Linked DNA regions of Zea mays: regions 1 and 3 are each linked to region 2. Evidence: chromatin contacts called from public Hi-C data. All regions are on one chromosome and are shown on one strand. The core of a region is the stretch at or near the end of the contact, and the rest is flanking DNA. Distances in the headings are between cores, read along the strand shown. Region 1 holds the start of LOC100501133. Region 2 holds the start of LOC100282252 (ORMDL family protein). Region 3 holds the start of LOC100383203.

The links. Hi-C and Micro-C count contacts between places; a contact is called where the count stands out from the background.
Region 1: a contact with region 2 is called in a Hi-C map of ear, with 5 times the contacts expected there. The contact joins the promoter of LOC100501133 here to the promoter of LOC100282252 in region 2. A contact is called at or near these places in 3 of 25 Hi-C or Micro-C datasets (ear, leaf and tassel).
Region 3: a Hi-C map of ear shows a contact between it and region 2, with 4 times the contacts expected there. The contact joins the promoter of LOC100383203 here to the promoter of LOC100282252 in region 2. A contact is called at or near these places in 2 of 25 Hi-C or Micro-C datasets (ear and tassel).

The regions. Positions count from the first base shown.
Region 1 is chr2:172,238,306-172,241,588 of Zm-B73-REFERENCE-NAM-5.0, reverse strand. LOC100501133 reads right to left here and starts at 1,403. Exons shown (of 5, transcript NM_001351950.1): 1 at 665-1,403. The coding sequence starts at 1,363.
Region 2 is chr2:171,959,495-171,962,748 of Zm-B73-REFERENCE-NAM-5.0, reverse strand. It overlaps LOC100282252 (ORMDL family protein), which reads left to right and starts at 1,332. Exons shown (of 3, transcript XM_023301662.2): 1 at 1,332-1,814; 2 at 2,871-3,022. The coding sequence starts at 1,617.
Region 3 is chr2:172,392,350-172,395,288 of Zm-B73-REFERENCE-NAM-5.0, reverse strand. It overlaps LOC100383203, which reads right to left and starts at 1,401. Exons shown (of 9, transcript NM_001361955.1): 1 at 739-1,401. The coding sequence starts at 1,266.

The DNA of each region.
Region 1 (3,283 bases), core at 154-2,653, 280 kb before region 2:
AAACAGGGCTAGAGTACGCACATTGAGCATGTTTTAATTGTATAAAATTAGACATAGTAACCTATACCAATTTTAGAAACTCAGATATAGCACTTCAAATGTCAATCGTAGAAAATTCAGATGTTCAGCACAACAGAGAAAATTCAAATATGTAAATAAACAAAGTCTTGCTCAATCTACAGTTTGACAGAGACTGTAGGTCATCAGAATCGGCTTCTAGCAGAATTATAGCCGTCAGATTCAGCTTCTGACATCCAAACGCTTCATCGTCCAAATCAACATGAATACAAAATCCGCGCAGTAGTCACGGCGGGAGAAATCTGCCGCTTCCTAAACCCTAAACCGTGCGGACCCTTTTATCTTAATCCACATGCAAGCCTCGCGATATCTAGATTCTCTTGAAAGTTAGACTATCTAGAAATCTAAAAGTTAGACTATCTAGAAATCTAGAGAAAACCTATTTAGAAAAATACTGTCCCAAACAGTGCCAATGGTTATCTCCAGTCCCTTACACGCTAGCACAGTAGCACTCTACAACATCAACCAACAATCTGGAGCAGTTCGTGTTGGCAGGACCCGGCGAAACAAACCACGAAGCTCGAAGCCAAACACCAATGCAACTGGGAGGGCAGCGGGGTGCGGGAAAGGCTCGCAGCGGGCTCACCTTGATTCGCTTGGAGATGCGGGAGAAGGACGCATCGAGGTCGTCGTGAGCGCGGGAATGGAGCGCGTCGAGTCGGCGCTTGAGGTTCTCCATCTGTGAGGCGACGGCGGTCCTGAGGTCTCCGACGCTGGATAACCCCTTCGCCGACACCGAAGCAGGCTGGGGAGACGCGGCGGGGGAAGGTGTGGCGGTGCGGGGGCTAGCGACGAAGGGGGCGCGCGCGGCGAGATTGGCCCTGGCACTGGGCTTCGGCGGGGAGGCGGAGAAGCCCGGCGAGGAGGGCAAGCTGATGTTGAGTTCGGCTGGAGAGGACCCCGGCGACGACGACGCAGGTGAGGAGCCGACGCCGCGGACGGTGCGTTTGCGGGTACGTGGTGCGGGTGACGGCGACGAGAGCGGGGAGACGAAGGAGGGGCGCGACTTGGGCTTGGCACTGGACCTTAGCTTCGGCTTGGGCTTCGACGGGGAGGCGGAGCCCGGCGAGGAAAGGAATCTGACGTTGAGACCGGTGGGGGAAGAACCCGGCGACGACGACGCGTGGGAGGGGCCGCCGCGGCGGATGGCGCCCTTGCGGGTGCGGATGCGCGGTGTGGCAGACAGCGACGCGAGCGGGGAGAGGAAGGGGGAGTCCGGCTTTGGCTTGGGGTTGCGCCTGGGCCTGGAGGTGGCGGCGGCGGCAGTCGCTCGTGATCTCCCCATGGCCCCGCTTCGCTTCGGCTCTCGAAGTTTGAACTCCCAACTGTAGGCTGTGGGGCAGGCGGAGCAGCACGGAACGGGTGATCACGAGGTGGGGCCGAAGGGGCAAAAAATTCTGTGCATTTAGGATGCAAAATGGTACTCCTCTATAGTCTCACACATCCATCATCTAGAGACCCACAAAAAAAAAATCAAAATTTGTAACTTAATTCCTTGGTAATTTAATTTTCTTCTATTTATATAGGTCTCTAGTTAATTATAATACCCAAATTATAAGACTTATATAAAAATTGATCTCATCATGTGATTGGCCACCTACTTCTTGAGTCATGTGACTAAGTCCATTTAAAAGAGAATAACCCCTTACTAAAACACAAACAAAGCATGCATCACACAAGAGTTTTGTTTGTGCATTTAATAATAATAATAATAACTCAAATAGGAATATAACAAAACTTTAAAATTGGGTGGAACACTAAATTGAAATTTAGGATTTAAAAAATAGAAATAGAGAATAAAAAGAGGAAGGATATAAAAATATAAATAGTATATAAATATATCTCCAAAGTAGTATTGTTTATGGCACAATATCATTTGGGGATAAATTGGCCACAAGTTTGAATTTAAACTATGATTTAAATTTGAAATGAAGAAAAGGAGAGGAATATAAAAAAAATAATTATATAATAAAAAATAAACATAAATCTAATCCTTTAAAAAATAGTATTTTTATTTGTACAAAAAACCTAGGGGCAGCTTTCAAATCGAATTTGAATTCAAGTATTAAATTTGAAACCTAGGAAGAAATTCAAATAAAATAAAAAAAGAGAACTAAACCCTGGCTGGGTCACCAACCCTAATTGGGCCCACTGACTCTTTCCCACTGCTCGGCCCGTCAAGCAACTTTCGCATGCGGCAATTGGACCTGGCGCGACGCTGACGAAAGGGCCCCACTGGCCGACCACTCAACACGGGCGCGCTGTCGGGTGGGACCCTGTCTCTGTTTATCTCCTAATCGCGCGCCGCACTCGCCCCACCTCCTCAGCGAGCTCCGAAATCCGGCCGGAGATATCGGGCGTGCATACCGACCCACTAGGCACCTGGGTATTTATAGAGTGTTTGGTTTAACGATAGACTAGTTTATTTTTCAAACCAAACACCTCATTAATAAAATCACCCTCTCGCGCTCTCTAACCCAACCGCACATCCCTTCGCCACACCGGAAGGATCGAGTAATTGCGCGATTGGGCCGGCAGAACTGCGGCTCGGGTCGACCGCTGCCACCGTTGGGACTCCTCCACGACTGCCCTTGGCTGTGGGGCGGATTCGAAGGCGGCGCACGTAGACTTATCGGATGCAGTGACGGCTGGGCAGCTCTTCGGTAAGTGATCCCCCTCCCTCACACCTGCTCGGCGTATCATCATTAGCGTAGCGTGCATACCGATGTTGAAGCCGATTGCTAGCTCGTCATGGCGGGGCGCGGCACCACCATTCTCCGGCGTTGATCTGAGAGCGTTAGCGAAGGCGGTCGGTAGTGGGGAGCCAGTGGCGCTTCCACCGTCGTCGGTGACCACGTATTTTCCCTGGTGCGCGTCGACGAGTAGACCCGTTGGGGAAGATGATGTCCCCTGGCCGTTAAATTGTCCATCGAACTCACCGCGGGCAGACCTGCGTTTCAAATCCGGATAGTGGCGAGGGCCGTGCGGGGGTCCTCGACGTGCGTGCTCGCCGGCAAGCTATTCCGCGCGGGGCGGCCGGATCCGTTCTGTTCGGAGTCTATGGCGCTCGGCCGCGGCGGTATAGCTGAGAAAAGAAATTGAAGAGAGAGAGAACCGGGAGGTTGAAGACGATGGTGAGCCGTCGGAGGTAGAAGAGCAAGGATGGCCGTTAGATGGGGATTGGGCGGCACAGAATAGATCAAGC
Region 2 (3,254 bases), core at 83-2,582:
CGAACCTGCGACCTCTCAAGCAAATGTGCTTGTAGCTACCACTACACCACATGTGTGTTTATGTCAATATCTTTTACAGTAAAAATATCTACTACATCTCTACCAAAGTCCACCTGCTACCTTTGCACAATGTGTAGTAGTAGATAATTATCAACGAGATTCCTGAATTATATTTTTGGATGGAGGGAGTAGTATTTAAAAAAGAGCCTTGCATGCAATTTCTTTTGTTTGAATAATGTTTTCAACTTAAATTATTTTTTATATGTGTGACATTTATTCTCCGTAATATTTTTTTCATGGCTCTGACTTGTGATTCATTTTCATAAACCAACGCCACTGGCAGGAGGCGCTCGCGTTGGCGTCGCTCATCGACGACGAAAAGAAGCTTGGCGACTACCAGTTCGACCTCTGGAAGCAGTACTACGTGGCCGCATGCGTCGCTGTGTTCGGCAAGCTTCGGCGTAGCCGCCGCTTGGACGCGGTCCAGAGTGGCTGCACCACGCTGTCTATCTTTAAATAGGGGGACCTCATGGTCGTCGCCAACGCCGGCGACTCTCGGGTTGTTCTGGGCACCGCTTCCGACAACGGCGCCGTCACACCGTCCAGCTCATCATCCACCTGAAGCTTAACCTCCCACGTAAGTCTGATCGGCCATGAATTCTTGTGCGCTGGGACGACGGTTGTTGCTGACGTTGTGTGAGTGTCTTCGAACAAGATTTATGTAGAGGATTAACACATCCGGTGGTGCAATGGCTAGGTGTACTACCTCGCTGATGAGCCTGGGGTGCACTTCGTTTGGCAGCCCAGCCAAGAGTCATCGGTACTCGCCATGTCGTGCGCGTTCGACGACTACTATATCAAGGACTATGGCGTCATCTTGGTACCTGAGGTGACGCAGAGGAGGACCGACATTAATGACCACTCGCCATCGTCGGGGTAGCTTTTGTGCCGGCCTGCCTTTAATTCTCTTCGCAAACACATACACTTGCTTTTTGTTTAAGCAAGCGTGTATGGTGGTGCGTACCTGATGACTGACTATGTACGAGGGAACTTCTACCGGCAGGTGTGACACGTGCTCTTCAATAATGAGACCATTTAAATCGTGACATATATCGAAGTCTACATGATACTGATGGTTGCAATGGAGTAGTGAAACAACTAAATTAAAATAACAAAATTTATGTATAGCTAGGATTACAAATTGATTATGAAATATTTTTTATAACAATATAAGACACATTTTGTATATAAGTTATTATGTTATTATATATTTCCGTTGTAATGCATGGATATTCACCTATATTAATAGATGTGTATTTACTCGTTGTCATACGAGATGAGACAGACAGTAGTATCTTGAACGTCGAGCGAACCCTACCCATCTCCGCAGTCCACAAATCCGCACCCAAAGCAAGCCCAACGAAACCCAGACGGCAACGAGACAGTTGTCATCTCACTCCACCGCACCGTCCGCGCACGGCTCGCCGGCCGTCAGTCACAGCACGACACCATCCGTTCCTGGCCTTCCTCCTGTGCAACTACCACTCGCGTCACCGCGGAAATTAACCCCGAAATCCAGCGCCTTCGGCACGAGCACGATCAGGCCTGCGCAGGAGATGGGGCGGAGAGGGGAGCCCTACTACGTCGAGGCGGTGCCGCCGGTGGACGTGAACAAGAACACAGAGTGGTTCATGTACCCGGGCGTCTGGACCACCTACATCCTCATGCTCTTCTTCGCCTGGCTTCTCGTCCTCTCCGTCTCTGGTTGCTCCCCGGGGGCAGCCTGGACCGTCGTCAACCTCGCGCACTTCGCCGTGAGTCCCCACCCTCTATCTCGTCCCCAGTCCCTCGCCCTTCTGATTTTGCGCATGTCTATGGATCGCTTCCGTCCACTGTATCCCTAGATTTGGTTGTGCTGGTACTTGGATTTACTAATTATCTCCTTCGGTGTGGATTATTTCTTCTCCCCAACTGTTTGTGGCCATTCACTTCCCGGCAGGACTTTTTGATTTTTGCTCTGCGTGTACGTGTTTAGCCAAAAAGATTATGTTCTTGGAATTCTAGATTTGCCATGATGCAAAGGCGGTACCTTTCTAGGAAAAGAGTGACGGATCATCTGCAATTAATCAGTATATATGCCCATGGATTGCTACAAATATAGGTAAGCCGTGGAAGAAATATTTTAACAGATGAAATATTAGTGTAAACTGTCTTTGGCAGGCTGGATGGGCTATTCTGTTTCCTTGTCATAAATTTTGTTCCCCACTTGTGTGTGGAACAGTTTCCCTCGCATAAAGTCAAAACAAGCATGCCATTCTTGGCCAGGGCCATTTCTATGTTTATTGGGAGCAGTTTGTTATCAGATATTGACTATTGAAAAGTTCATTCCTGTGTACTATGAATAACAACTAGTGGATCGAATTTTGGTTAGTTTTCTACAACAACTTGTTCGCAGTAGTAGTCCAGAACAGGTTTCACATTGTAATCTGCAGACTTATGTATTGTTCCATAATCAACATTTGGACTTCTACATGTCATGGTGTCCTGAAATACGAGCCTTGTAAATTATATTTGGTAATTCTCACCATGGGATAAAGATATTGTGTGTTCCTTTGGGTCAGGGATGCGTTTGATACAAATTTGGCTGACTCTATTCGACTCTGAAGAAGCATTTCATGCCATCTGCAATATCACATTATTTTTAATCCAAGTAATGGCATGCGTTCATCTAATCTCTCTCTCTCTCAGTTAAGAAACACATGGGTTGTGAATGGGTAGGAAAGACTTAAGTGAAAGAACTCAACCCCTTGCTATTCATGTTCCTTGCCTGTTGAATTTCAGTTGACACACTTGAAATGTTCTATTTTCAGATCACTTACCACTTCTTCCATTGGAAGAAAGGAACCCCTTTTGCTGCTGATGACCAAGGCATCTACAGCAGATTGACATGGTGGGAGCAAATTGACAATGGTCAGCAGCTTACTCGGAACAGGAAGTTTTTAACTGTGGTACCTGTGGTGCTGTAAGTTCCATCTCATCCTCTTGCAGTTCACACATGAACAAATTACTCTTTAGATTCTGGAAAGGAAATTAATACTAATCAGTACAGGCAGTGGTTGTTTGTGCAATCATATTGCACTTCATTCCTAATTAACAATTTTGGGTGTATCGGTTGCGATAGGATGTCTCTGCCTATTATAGAAAGCACAAAACATGCTAGAGCATGGTTATACACTTGTATTGATGTCACATTT
Region 3 (2,939 bases), core at 152-2,651, 430 kb before region 2:
AAACTAGACCTTGACCAACACCAATACACCATTAATATATGTTCAACCAGATAACCAGAACATTCAAAAAAATCAAATTTTCAGATAATATGATCTTTTAAAACTAAAAAAGTTAAATGACAAAGCAGAATATATTCCACTCGAAGAGAAATATTATCCAAGGGTGTGCTTGAGACAAGCTAGATGAAATGGAATGAACTGGCAGGGACATTTATTTTTTCTTTGAGGAAAACTAGCAGGGATGTCAGCATGGCCCCTGATGCCTGGATAAATGCCATCAATGCTAAGTGTTGCAATTGGTGCCAACTTCACTTTAGCAATAAAATAAAAATATATATATATACATTAGATTCTTAGCACCTAGTATAGAAGTAGCTTGGAACTACAAAAGGTGTTATAGATGTACAAGCACTAAAGTACTACATTGAATCCAACATATTTCATATTTCCTAACAGTGTAGTCTCCTACAGTACCACGGCTTGACAAACAGGGTCTTGTACCACATATCGACCTCTAGATTCCAAATTGCCAACTGTACCTGATTTCACGTCCATTAATCTAAAATCCAGGAAAGAAACAATCCAAGAAAGCCTATCTAGTCTCGAAGTTGTAAGAATGAATTAACCTCATTCCCCCAACCACTAGTATAAACACAAACGCCTTCACAGGTTTCCCCAACCACCTCGTAGCAATCGATGCGAATGTATATAATGTGGTGGTAAGATTCGATGTGATACCGTAGCCTCGCGGAGGTCGTTGGCCGCCCACCGGGCCTGCCATGCAGCCGCGAAGCGGACAAAAGCGAATCCCTTGTTGAGCCGCTGGTCCGCCGGATCCCGCACGAGGCGCACCTCCTCGATATCTCCGGCATCCGCCAGCGCCTGCGCCACGTCCTCCTCAGCGGCGTCCTGCGGCAGCCCGGACACGAAGACCTCATAGTCCACCCTCTTTTTCCTCCTCTTCCCCTCCCCAACCACCTCCTCCGCCGGCGACGGCGTAGGCTCCTCGTCCTCCATGATCACCTCCTCCGAAGGCTCCTCCATGATCACGTCTTCCGCAGGTTCATCCTCCGTGATAGGCACCGCGTGCTCGACCAATTTCTCAACAACCTCCTCGACGACAACCTCCTGGGGCTGCGCCAACGGGGCTCCCTCCTCATCGACATCCTCCTCAAGAACCTCAATCGGCTCCTCATCTACCTCCTCCTGCGCGACGTTAAGGTCGAAAGGGAATAGCTGCGGGGCGCGCGGCGGCGAGGAGGCCATCTCCGGCGACCGCCGGCGGCGAAGTCTAGGGTTTCGCGATGGGGCCTGCCGGGATAGGGTTGCTGCAAGTTACTCCAGTCCACTCCTCGTCCGTCTAGTAAGCAGCCTCGGCGGCGCGATGCGGTGATGCGAATGCGGCGCGGCGACGGCAGCGAGCACGTGGCGGCGGAAGAACTTCAAGCGGTTATATAGCGGGACGTGCCGAGCAGGTGCGGTGCCGTGGGGTCTGTCGCCGGAAAACAAAGGGTTCCGTTCATTTTGGCCATACGCCCAGGCCCAGCCGCAACGACAGGCAGGGCCCCTGCTGCACCGACACCCACATGTCATTGAGCGCGGCAGGCGTGAGCGGGGTAGGGATGTCAGTGGGTGGGCGCCCGCGTACTTTCGATCGCCGAGCGTGCGTGGTTAGCGCGTGCGCCTGACCCAACTCCGGCGGCGTGCCTTGTGTTGGGCTGCTGGATGACATGTGGGCTCCTCTATGAAGGCCCACCTTCACTAAAGGCTGGGTCCAATGCACCGACAGGTGATTGTAGCAGCGCAGGCGGTCGATATAGATTGGTTGGTACTAGTGTATTGTGCACGTCTTGCGCGCAAACCGTATTTTTAAACGTGTGTGACGATATTTAAGTAGATAAAAATTATAGAGTGAAAATGTTATATGAAGGATATTTGTTATGGAGCATATAACTATATAGACATAGTCACACAAGAGCAGATTTAAGGAAACTTTGATAAACTGCGGTAGCTTTTGACTAATATTGGAATGGGCATTTACATAATAAGCAAGAAGAGAGAAGAACGATTATAGGACGTGTCAAAGAAAACAAGAGGATACAAAGTAGAAAAGAGAAAAGGTTTGGTACTAACTGCAAATAACAGCATGCAGTGTACCAATGTTCTCATTTCGTGTGTTTCGTTGAACCAACAGAAAAAAAATGGAAAATTATCGTCCTTGAATCATGAGCACTCTGCTTACAACAGAGCACGTGAGCAGTTTCAGTCCTTATCAGTGGCTCAATTCTTACGGCTAACCGAGTGGTCACGGTGAGAAATACCGTCCATTAACCTGCACCAAGACATTACAACAGTTCATCAATATTAAGAATCGATCTTCTAAAATTCTCAAGTAAAGACAAAGGGTCAATTGTAATCATGTGCAGGAATAATTTAAGTCAAAAATCAGTATGTTGCTCTTGATCCATGTGGCCCAGCCCCAAACAAATTGTGAAAATAAAATGTGCTAGAATATGGAGGATTGTGGACGAAGATAGCTTTGCTCCCGAGGAACTCGGATGCTTAGTAGAGACGTCGAGGATTGTGGACGATGTTGTTACTGATGTAAAAGCGTAACTGGTAGAGCTGATTATAATTCTCTATAAAAGTTGATTCTCTTTTAGAAATGATTATGGATGAAAGTAATTCTCTTTATTATAAATTTTCAAAACCATAATAAAGAATCATTTCACGGAATCATAATAGAGAGTCCTACCAAAGGAGGCATGAGGCAGTAGCAATCTGTAGACAACACAGTGTATGTGATGCTTTCTCTTCATATAACTAATCTACCACAAATGAGCAAGGAACGATCCACTCTGATGTCCTAACTGACTGATAGAGTGACAGAGAGCTTGACAGTTGATACTATCACTACATCTCATTCAGTAAATGTTGTA